Linked DNA regions of Mus musculus: region 2 is linked to region 1. A link is a contact called in public HiChIP or PLAC-seq data. All regions are on one chromosome and are shown on one strand. The core of a region is the stretch at or near the end of the contact, and the rest is flanking DNA. Distances in the headings are between cores, read along the strand shown. Region 1 holds the start of 3110039M20Rik (RIKEN cDNA 3110039M20 gene). Region 2 holds the start of Coch (cochlin).

The links. HiChIP or PLAC-seq counts read pairs in DNA pulled down with a chosen protein or histone mark.
Region 2: a contact with region 1 is called in an H3K4me3 HiChIP or PLAC-seq map of stem cell-derived neural progenitor cells, with 4 times the contacts expected there. The contact joins the promoter of Coch here to the promoter of 3110039M20Rik in region 1. A contact is called at or near these places in 6 of 39 promoter capture datasets (cranial neural crest, embryonic stem cells, frontonasal cranial neural crest and 3 more), 1 of 484 Hi-C or Micro-C datasets (cerebellum) and 1 of 115 datasets of contacts at active chromatin or transcription factors (stem cell-derived neural progenitor cells).

What each region holds. Positions count from the first base shown.
Region 1 is chr12:49,387,515-49,393,428 of GRCm38.p6, reverse strand. It overlaps 3110039M20Rik (RIKEN cDNA 3110039M20 gene), which reads right to left and starts at 3,777. Exons shown (of 3, transcript NR_026733.1): 1 at 3,490-3,777; 2 at 2,959-3,026.
Region 2 is chr12:51,589,641-51,595,554 of GRCm38.p6, reverse strand. Coch (cochlin) reads right to left here and starts at 2,214. Exons shown (of 12, transcript NM_001198835.1): 1 at 2,150-2,214; 2 at 1,898-1,950; 3 at 1,764-1,817; 4 at 64-220. The coding sequence starts at 1,931.

The sequences.
Region 1 (5,914 bases), core at 2,528-5,027:
GCTTTTAAAATCACATTATTAATTATAGAAATTATTGAAGTATTAAATAATAAAATTACCACCTTATTCTTGCTCTGAATTTTTCAACACTCATCCCAGTCTCTAATTATTCATTCAGCACATTTTAATAGAGCAAACACAATAGTTCTTCCTATTATCAAAGTTTCCTCAGATACTGGAATTCTATTAGGTTCAAAGATTCTTTGGCTACCTGTAATATAGCGACGGAGAAAGGTGTTGATCCCCCAATAGGCATGAACACGCTCTCTCCTGAGACTACATAAGCTTTATGAAAGAAAAAAAGAGGAAAATCTGCACTACTTCAAGGCTATTTTGTACCATAAGTGCAAAACGAACATATATCAGACTCAACAAAATAGCTATACTTTAGATTTCTAGAATGTACCTCTAAAACAATGTTGAAAGTTTCCATATAGCTAATTATTCGTTTGTGAGAAATTCTTAGCAGGCAGAGGTGTGTATTTGGCTTCTGAATACTAATGGGAATTCTGTTCATATTTTTTCATCTATGAGCCTTATTCACAAGTTTGAAAAAGAATTTCCAACTTATAATGCTCAACTTAGAAATAACATCATTGCACATCAGCCGTGAATTGATTATTTTTATAATACTGCACAATCAAGGATTTTTCTTGACTCCTGCCATACCCGTCTAGAGCCAAGAATTCAGGGGCAACCAGACCCAAAGGAAAAATATCATCAGTTATTGTTTAGGGCTAATTTAACAGATAATTTAACTTCAAACAACAATGATTAGGTCATTAAATTTCAGAGTCATGAGAAAATGAAAGAACCAACCGAGAGACAATTCGCTCTAACCCCATTACAGTTTTCAGTCTTCCTATTCAATCAAATTAAAACAAACAAACAAACAGTATCTGCCTAAGCAGGAAGATACCTTTGCTCCTTAAAGCACACAAAGAGGGAAGCAATAACAGGAAATGAGGAGGAGGAACGAAAACGAAGGTGTCTATTTCAACCCGGGATTCTATAAATATAGGAGAATTCAACTTTAGCCGGAAAATGAATATCCAAACGTGTAGTTATTGAACATGCTCTTTAGTAGCCACCCGAAGTTTGCAAATTTCGCCAAGAGCTATATGCTCTTTCCTCCTGTGAGGGCTTTTCCGCAATGTCAAAGACTCTGAAATGCTCTAGGCCACAAACCCGGAAAAGATGTAGGCCATTCCATCTCTCCTTACAGACTTACATGCAGAATTCTGAGTTATTTGTTATTATCTTAAGTATCTTCTCAGATCACGGTCTCGGGATTTCCGCCTATTTTAAGTTTTGCTAAAGGGCCAGGATGCAGCAGCGATGTGGAAGCTTAACAACTATGCTTGACTGTTATAAGAGGGAGGTGCAGGTGGAAGCATCCCGCTGCATTTCTCATCTCTTCCCTTCAATTCTTCCAAAAGGAAGATGATTCCTAGCGATTCTCCGCGCTTCCGCGGTAATCTGCTTCCCAGCCCGCTTTTGTCTCCCTAACTCCATGCTGCTCCTAGCGTTCAGGAAATTTCCTACCCGAATAACAGAGGCGAGGGCAATAAACCAGAAGGAGATAGACTATTGAAAAATCAGTTTTACCAACTACCGGGTGAGTGCTGAGATCTGAAACTGCACCCCATAAACAAAGACTAACTAACAGCTTCTTAGAAGTAGGGAAAGGATCTTAGACGGCTAAGAAGGAAGGGTAAGGTAGGGGAGCCTGCGTCCGCAGCTCTGGGAAACCAGTTCCCCAAGCGGCGGCGGTGTCCTGGGCTAGAGCGCCCTCGCGTTGCTGCTCGCCAGCAGCGCGGCTCATTGGGCAGGGAGGCCCGCAAGTGCTATCTGAACGCGGGCCCAGAACAGGCCTTGCAGCCGAGCAGCCCCAGCTAGCTCTACTGCCTGGTCCATGTTCTAATAGCATGTTCTGTTGTTAGTCCCTAACCCGAGACCTCAACTCCGGACCGAGTCCTGCCGCTCTACTTGGAGTCCAGCCCAGCGCCCTCGACAAAGCCAGTCCGAGTCCATAGTCCCAGGGCAGGCCATCCCGACACCGCAGCCCGGCCTCTCTCCGGAGCTTCGGGAGGAGTCAGCCAGAGTCTGGCGCGCTCGCAGCCACCGTGGGACAGCCAGACTCTGGAGCATACAACGCTGGCTCCTAAGTGTGCATTAAAAATCAATTATTTTCCTGAGATTTCCAAAGCCGGGAACTGAGCTATTCCCAACAGGGACAAAGTCAAGCCCAGAACGGTGCTCATTTCCCTCGATTTTTTTTTCCTCCTCTGTGAGACCAAGAAGTCTCCTTCTCTCAAGTGGCTCTGAACTCGACCTGCACCAGATCCGCTTAGTCCTGTAGAGACCATAGCTTGTCGCAGCCAAAGGAACTGAGGAAAGAGGGCCCGCACTGGGTGAGGCTGGCAATGCCAGTGTGAAAGTAGAAAAGAAAGCATGAGAGAGAGAGAGAGGGAGAGAGAGAGAGAGAGAGAGAGAGAGAGAGAGAGAGAGAGAGAGAGAGAGAGAGAGAGAGATTGGTTCTTAATGATATTAAAAAAAAGTCTTTATGCCAACGATCCCAGGTTTGAACATTAAATTTCCTTGTTCTCTGAAGCAGCCATGAAATTCAGAAATTTCTCCATTAAACGAAATACCTTACACTTCTGTACATACTAGAGTATCCCATTGCCTTCTCCATATAAATTTATCTTCTTTTTTTCCTTCTTTGAAATATCTAAATCCTCTTTACCTAGGCAGCCACCATGATTTCTGCCCACGTGGACAAATCACGCATTCATCCACCTATGGCTGTGAGAATCTACTCGCTTGGAACAATTTCCAAGTGGGAAAAAAGAACACTTAAGCCTCCAAGAGTCTAGATTTAAGGGTACATCCACAGTAGCCTGTGGGACACGCTAACCACCCACCACCACGTGCGGCAGGGAGACTTTCACTTACCGATCTCCTGGTGAGAGTGTTCACAGTTCTCAAGTCCTCAGCAGCCTTCCGATAACATCGAGCAGAACCTTGGATTGGGGGGTGGGGTGGGGGCACCAAATCGGGAGGGAGGGAGGAAGACAAAACATAACACTACGTCATATATTCCGCAGCCCAGCGCCCCTGGGCCTACATTTCCTGGACAAAGTCTTCAAGAACTGAGTGGGGGAAAGGGCCAATTTAGGAGCTGGAAACTAAAAGATAGCTTGGTTTTAACTATTGGAGCTTAGGGGAGGAGTTCCTGGAGGAATGGTAAAGCAGGGCAATTGGGGTGAGAGAAAAGAGGGAAATTGGAAGCAAAAGAAAAATCGAAAATGGATTTTCCAGCTATCTGGAAGATCGCTAACACCCTTTAACTCTTACAGTAGGAAGAACTCAGTCATATTGTTGCTAAAGAGAATTTAGATGACCACTACTCTTTTTGTAACTTCAGGATCCGGCCTTGAGTAGAAGTATAATGAGGGGAAATTTTAAAACTCAATGTTTACCTACCCTGCTTCTTAGAAGGGCTGTGCAGATTTTCCTCTGGAGATTTCCGTCTGTCTGGGAGAAGCTGGAGTATGGCTGGGGACAGGGTTATCTGCTGAAGTAGGAATGTACAGGAACCCCGCCCCTCTAGACACAGTTACACAACCTCAGCAACCCATCTCAGCCAGCACTGAAACCTGCAATGATCTTCACCGTCACCGTTTGTTAACCTAATTCTCCAACAGGCTTTTAGCCTTAAAAAGAACCAACTATATTAGCTACTCACAAAATTAATTTATCAAAATTAAAATTATTTCAATGCATGCAAAATCCTCAATGACAAAGTAGAAAATACATGTTGTAAAAATCAAAATTTTATATAGACTTCTAATATATTTTATGTGCCCATCTCTTTGGGGTGAAATATGTACCAACTTGAATACATATTATAATCAATACACTTCAGGACAGATTTTTTTTCCTTTCTGCTCTTGCTATGATTCCAGCCATAGAAGACACGGGAAGACTACCTTCACTATCATCAGGACACTTGTACAGAACAGTTTTAGACTAACTTGATTTCCAGTATTGCAATTACAGAAAAAAATATTTGGAAGAAATTCCCTGTCTGTTGCATTTTAAATCATTTCCTTGTGTTTATGTACTAACAGTTTCATTAACTTCCAATTATGTCAATTGAAATACTAAATCTGTAATATTACAATTTGGAGTTTTAATTTTTAAATCGTGATCATTTTCAAAAAGGTCAGTCTTTACTTCATTTTAAGCAATATAAGTCTACGCAAAAATAATCTCCAAAGAGTTTTAGAAGTGTTTGTCTGCACTGAACTTACTGCAATCAGCAAAAAGTTGGTGACAATACACAGTAAAACACTGTAACAGGTCTGAAGCAAAATTAAATGTATCAATACTATAGCAAATTGTCATTTTTAAAAGAGGATATCCTGAGGGAGGGTCAATCATATAAAAATTAATGAAATAAAATATGTTCATAGACTGGGCTTCAAAAAGGCCTCTACCAAATTATATATATATATATATATATATACACTCATTCTTGCTTATGTCTAGGAAGCCTAATAAACAAACTTCCAATCACATCGTCTATATTAGTAAATTAGACATGGGCTAAAGCACACTTGTACTCCAATATCTAGTTCCATAAATACAAAAAGTCAACTTCATTATGGACTTGAAAGTACAAAAAATATTGCCATTGAAATTATATTTCTCTATATTTTAAATAAACATTTTATAAAATTATAAATAAGTATGGAGTGTTCATTTATGCTGTCCAGAGAGCAAACACTCACCAACGAAATGTTTCTTAAATATCTAGATCTATTAGTTTTACTATGTGAATTCAGCTTTCCTTTCAACTTTTGATAGTTAATACTGTGTTTCCTCCGTGGTAGTACATACTTATTCCATAAATAAAGCCCATAGCAGAAGCAAGCAATAGTCATCCTATTTTTCCTCCAATCTAAATGTAGGCCTTTCCCTGTTTGTCTCTCAGCTATGCAATGAAGATTTCTTTGCCTAAGCCCACATTCCCTGCCTCCCCCCTTACTTGTGTGTGTGTGTCTGTGTGTGTGTGTGTGTGTGATTCACTTTTAAAAAACTGTTAGATTAAAAAAAAAGACTTATATCTAAGCAAAATCTATTCTCACATTAAGATGGAGATAATCAAACTAGTCTATTTTGCCCATCTCTCTCTGTTCAATTTGATTCCAGCTTTTTAAAATTTCATAAGATCTCTCTCCCCTCTTCCCCGCTTTCTCCCCTTCTCCCTTCTTCCTTTCTCCAATTCACAACCCAGCCATCCCCATTTCCCAACATCAGCTATTCTAAATTTAAAATCAATTTTAGCCAACCTGCTTCTCTACTGGGTTCACTGCCCCTCTTCCCCTGAGCAACTCTCTAAGTGTTTGCTGATAACATCTTAGGGACAGATTATTTTTCACTGGACCCATTGTAAAAAGTGGCCAGCTTATTGCATTACTGCAGAACACATTTCAGACTATACAAATGTAACAAATGAACAACTTGCCTTCCACAGAATCACCACAGGATCCAATTAATTACTAAACCTTTAACTCAGGTTTTCTAATTATTTTCTGGAATTATAGTGAGTGGGCTATTTGAGACAATTTGGAAAAGTTTTCATTTTCATATGTATGCATATGTATACACTTAATATATCTCATATATATGCATATTGTAGTTAAAACCAAAAATTTGTTCTGTATAAGCAAAAGAAACACATCTGTAAATTAAATTATACAAATATATTAAAAAGCTAATCAAACAAGTACCTCTATGATGTAAAAATGGAGGGGGAGATAGGGCTATTTTACTGTGAATAACTAGACTTTTAAATTGATGTAATTAAAAATATAAATATCAACATCCGTCTATAAATCATTAC
Region 2 (5,914 bases), core at 965-3,464, 2.2 Mb before region 1:
AAGGAAACAATCACACGTGTGCCAGTTGGCACCGCCACGCCCTTCCCGTGGGCTCCGGCTTACCTATGGACAGCAGCGCCGCAGATGCTGGACACTGACGCATACACTATGTTCCCAAACACAGAGAATTCCTCAAGAGAGCAGCCTCCTGGGCAGAGAACATCTGCTTTCTCTTTTCGGATATCCAGGCCTCTGGTAAAGCAGGTGACAGGAATGGGAACTGAAGAGAAAGGGTGTGTCCTGTAAGAGCTCCTGGGCTGCTTTACGGGGGAAGTATTGCAGGGATTCTATTTATTCCCCCAATTTCTATACTTCTGCCAAAACACCGACTTAAATGTTGACACCGTTTTAGATATTAGCAAGCCCAAAGGGGTTTCCAATTTAATCTAGGGCCAAGTTACTACAGATATCTAATGTGACATTGTTTCCAGTTCTTCATCAATTTGGAAAATGTAATTGAAAAAGTGCATCAGAATGAGAAAATAGCATTAGTCTTTGACCTAGAAATAAAAAAAGATCTTAATTGTGATGAACTCTTTCCAGTTATTTATGATGACGGTACATCTGTATTGAGCCTTTGTGGAGTGTCTTCATAGACAAATGCAAACGTCTTCAGCTACCCTTCCCAGGGGGCTGTCTGGCCCATTACCTGATACAGTCAGGGCTTTACAGTCCCACATTCACATAAACCAACCAGTTAACAGGTGCCTGGATCATATATTTTACAATTGAGGAAATGAAAGTCATAGAGTTAATTAGCCTACGGAGCACGCCGCAAATCCCAAAGGCTAGGACACAAGGAAATTAGTCCTCTACTTGAATCTGATTGTATCTCCTCCAGATCTGTCCAAAGGAATATGGAAGGCAGCACCCCCCCCCTTTTTTTTTTTAAAAGAAAGCACTGCTAATATGCTTAAATCTTACAGTCAGTCGGACCAATTTAAAAAAAAAAAAAGTCTCTCCCACGAGGCAAGAAAGGATGGTTTTAAAAGTTGAGTAATTTGCCTCTGCCAAGGATCCTTGCCTGGACCACGGAAGAAAAGGGAAGACGCAAGGTGCAATATCAATTCTTCAGGCTCGGTTAAAATCCTAACTTCAAATAGGAGCCTTGCAACTCTATGAAATAACCCAAATCTTTTCCCTTTTCAGCGACGGGGGTGGGGGTAGGTGGGAGTGGGGCGACAACGACTCTGGAATCCAGGACCGAGATTGTCCGGAGCTGCTAACACTTGCTTTGTTGGGCAAAAGGTACTTACCATTTCTACTTTGAAGAAAAGCAAGCGTAAGATTTTAGAAGCGAAACTCTCTTACATCGCAGAAAAGACACCGAACCACACTCGGACTTCTACACGTGGAACAAACTCTTTTGAGGCTCCCAGGGAGATAGATATAGGAACCGCCGACGCTGTTTTCCAAAGGGGTTACAAGCACAAACGCACAGCACAGCGAGGTGATCGGATTAGGTGGGACCAGGATGTGAGCAGCCCTCCTCTGTGGGCTGGGACCAAACAGTTGTCCCCAGCCCGGAAAACAACGGAGTAACTCGGGACGAATGGTCCCGGGGCTAGGTGGCGTGCTCCCGGGAAGGAGGCACAAACGGACCCCGGGGACCCTGGCGTGGAAAAACAGGCAAGCCCGAGGGCTGCGCTGGAGATGGGTGAGGGCGGGTCTCCGCCTCTGCAGCCCCGCATCCCTACGCAGGTCCCTAGCCTGCGGGAACTGACCCTGTCCTCCCCATCTCCCTCCTCCCGCACCTAACTCACCCGCTCCCTCGGCGCGCGCGAACCGGGGCAGCAGCAGCAGCAGCAGCCACGCACCTGCGGAGAGAGGACAGCGAGGTGGCTACAGCCTCCGCCCGCGCGAGAGGGCGAGGGGTAGGGGATGGGAGTGTACCCACCGAGGCAGAGAGCAGGGATCCTGGACGAGGGCATGGCGAGGATCTCCGTGGACCTGCGGGAGAGTGAGGCGTGAACGAGGTTCGCCGGGGACCGCACGGCCCTGCGCTCCTCGGAAGCCGGCGAAGGCGGGAGAACCCGACCGCTGCAGTTCGAGCAGCTCCAGACGCGCTGTGCCACCTCGGACCAGCGTGGGGTACGCCAGGACACACAGGCAGAGGCACAGACCCTATGCACCTCCCCGGGTCCCGCACCTGCGTGGGATCCGCCCGGCTACACCCGAGTGCGGCAAGCGCGGCTCCGTGGCCGCTATAAAGACGGGCGGCGCGCATGAGCACTGTGCGGGGGGCGCCAGCAGGGGCTAGGAGCGGTCCCCAGCCCTCCCCCTCCCGCCCCCGTAGGGCGGTGGCCGGCCAGCTCCTCCCTCGCCCCCCCCCCCCGACGGTCCCCGGGGGAGGCCAGCGGACTGGCGCCTCTTCCTGCGGTGTGGGGTTCTCTGGGGAGGCGTGAAGGTCGCCTGTGGTGTCCGGGGACTTGATGGGAAAAGGCGTCGGAGCGCGTTTGGGGAAACGCCTAGGGACACTTAGGGCGTGCAGGGTACTGGACAGAGACGGTCTTAGGAGCCGCCTTGAGGGAATTGAGGGGCTCAGCAGGGTGCAGAGCAGCCAAGCCACCCGGTTCTGAGAACAAAACTTCCCAGCTTCGCGCCCCGTGGGGAACAGTGCCTACTTTAAAAGTAAAACCAAGCAGCATTTGATAAATGTTATGGAAAACTTGTCTTAGGGGCTCGGCCTCTGGACTTATTTTCAGGTGGAAAACGGTTTTCCCTGATGGGTCATTTGTTGTAAAGAGTAGGTACATTGTAGAGTGCTCCTAACCTCCAGACAATAGTTACATTTCTTTTTTTCTTCCTCTTTCTCCAGATTAGGAAAGATTCCTTGTTTGTGTTTCTAGTCTCAAATCTGGTGATTCTATGGAACTTTAGATGTGGTAGTATGTGCTCCGCATTTCAATTATAGCAACTTTTCATGATGGGCATAGAGAAAGAACAAAACACATAGGGCGTGTTCATGACAGACCTGCAAGGTAGCAGAGGAATTTCAGACCTGGACAGCCCCTGCTTTAGGTTTTTGTTGTTGTTGTTGTTGTTGTTTTGATTTTGGTTTTTTGAGCCATGGTTTTAAGGTAGTCTAAGATGACTTTGAATTCATTGTATCCTGCCTCAGCCTTCCGCAGTGCCACGGATGGACCAATCACACCTGGTTACAATACCTGTTTTAAATGTAGCTTTATTCAGCTATAATTTATGTCATAGAATCCATCCATTTAAAAGACAGGATTCAGTGACTTCTAGAAAGTTTATGATCCTCACCGTAGATCAATTTCAGAATATTCAATCACATCCAAAATGATGCCTCCTGGTGAAGAGCCGGCACGCCCTTTCCTCTCCACCACATGACCTCAGCAGTCCACTTCCTCTCCCTATAGACTTGGACATTTATGTACGTGGAGTCCTACACTAGTGCATGATGTGGAGGTGTGACTATGCTGAAGTGTGCGTCAGCTGAACAGCCCTTGCCTGGGCTGACAGAATGCCTCCGTGGTTTTACCAGGCATTTCTTTTATCACTTGGCTGTCTTCTGAGAAGGGACAAAATTGCTTGGTCGGTGATTTGGGAAGTACTCGGTGTTTCTTTTTCTTTTTCATGGCTGCTTGAAAGATTTGATCTCTTTCATGAGAGAATTGTGATTTTCTCAGGAGTCTACCTAACCATCCTTGATAGTTTTCTTGGAAGAAAAATTGAAGATGAAGACAATTAAAGCTGTCCTTTTCATGATTGTTCTTTGTGTGTCCTACGCCAGGGTTGGACAGGTTCCTCCAGTCAGGCCCGGGAAATTGTCGTGATCTTGTATAATTAGTTGCTAGGCAGCAACTCAGGCAGCATGGTCAAATGGGGTGCAAGGCAGAGAAAGAGTCCCTGCAGGGCACAGTCCCTGATGCCAGTCCACCATGATCTGGCAGAATCAAATTCCTGCAGCTATTTCCATGATAGACCCTGAGTCTGTGACTTAAGAAATGGAGGAAATAGCTCATTAAGTTTCATGGCTGTTTACCCAGGCATTTTAATTATTTTGTTTTGAAACATTTAAGAGAAGTTAAGTCTTTATTTATTTTTATTCTTTTGGAAAGACCAACCAAGGAGGGTGGAGGAGTCCGGGTGATATTTCTTTTCCTCAGTTAGTTTGTTTTTCATGTTCACCATAAATATATGGAGGGAAAAATATGTGCTTTTAGAGACCGGTCTTCAGAGCCAGAGGGAGAGGCAGATCTGGCTCTTGACTGAAAAGACAAATTTATATTCAGTTCGGTGATATTTCAGAGCATTGTCCAGGATTGCTAGTTATCTTGCTCTAACAAAGACCATTTAATATCAACAAACAAACAAAACCAAAAACCAGAGAGCAGCTGGCTCCTAACTAGGTTGTTGTGGGGACCACTTGGGGAGCACTGATTTGTATGGTAGCGGGAGTTTTCCATCCCTCAAGAGATTCTGATCCTTTTGCTCTGGGATGGGGACAGAGCATTTAAAAACCTCTCTGGATGATTCTAATGCATAGCCCAAGATACACAATACTTAATTCAATGTCAGCAGAGAAATTAATAATTCTTAATCTTTCACTGGCTTTTCACTTTTTCATTGAGATTCTATTTCTATGTGTCAACTATGTTTCCATGATGAAACACAAATTATAGTTGTTTAAAAACAATGTCCAGTGGTAGTGAAATGGCTCAGCACAGAAAGGTGCTGGTTCTGCAAGCCTGGCCACCAGAATTTAACCCTAGGTGACCCACATAAAGATGGAGGGAGAGAACTGGCTGCAGAGTTGTCCTCTGATCTCCAGAGGTGGGAGCTGTAGCTTATACACTCACACCCGCGCCCACACTCTATAATGAACAAAATGAGTAAATCCCTGATGAAGACATTTATTGTTGATCGTTGTGCCTGCACTATTGATGCTCTGCTCAGGAAGTTATCTCCTGTGTCAATGAGAGCAAGGCTGCTCCTTACCTTCTCTTCTATCAGCTTCAGTGCGTTTGGTTTTATGTTGAGGTCTTTGATCCACTTGGACTTGAGTTGTGTACAGGGTGATAGATATGGATCTATTTGCATTTCTTCTACGTGCAGACATCCAGTTAGACCAGCACCATTTGTTGAAGATGCTTTCTTTTTTTCCATTATATAATTTTGGCTTCTTTATCAAAAAACAGGTATCCATAGGTGTGTAGATTTATGTCTGGGTCTTTGATTTGATCAACCTGGCTGTTTTATGCCAATACCATGTAGTTTTTGTCATTATAGCTCTCTAGTGAAGCTTGAAATCAGAGATGGTTCTTTTATTGTACAGTATGTTTTAGCTATCCTATTTTTTCCATATTAAGTTGAGTACTGTTCTTTCAAGGTCTGTAAATAATTATTTTGGGGACCCTTGTCTTCCTACTGTGTTGCCCCATCCAGCCTAGCTTTATTGCAACTTGGTATGCCATGTTTGGTTGATCCCCCTGGGAAGGGTATCCTTTTCTGAAGGTAAACAGAGGAGGAGTGGATGGGGAGTGAGGAGATGGGGAGGGGAGGTTCTGAGAGGAAAGGAGGGAGGGGAAACTGCTGTAAGGATGTGATATATGGAGAAAAAATTAAAAGTAAAGTTACTTAAAAAAAAATCCTAACATGATGTGTTGGCTATCTTTGTCAACCTGAAACAACCTAAAATTCTGTGGGAAAAAATATCAATAAGGAATTATGAAGATTAGGTAGGCCTGTGAGTGTGGCAATAGAGGCTGTCCTAATTGCCTCAAGGGCTTTGGACTTTGAGAAAGTAGAGAAAGCAAGTTGTGCTCACAGCATAGGCATGCATTTTATTTTCTCTTTGCTCCTTTTAGAAATAGATTTAAAGATTTATTTTATTTTTAATTGTGGTTCTGAGGAGTCTCGGTGAGCACAGCCCACAGAGACATCTGAT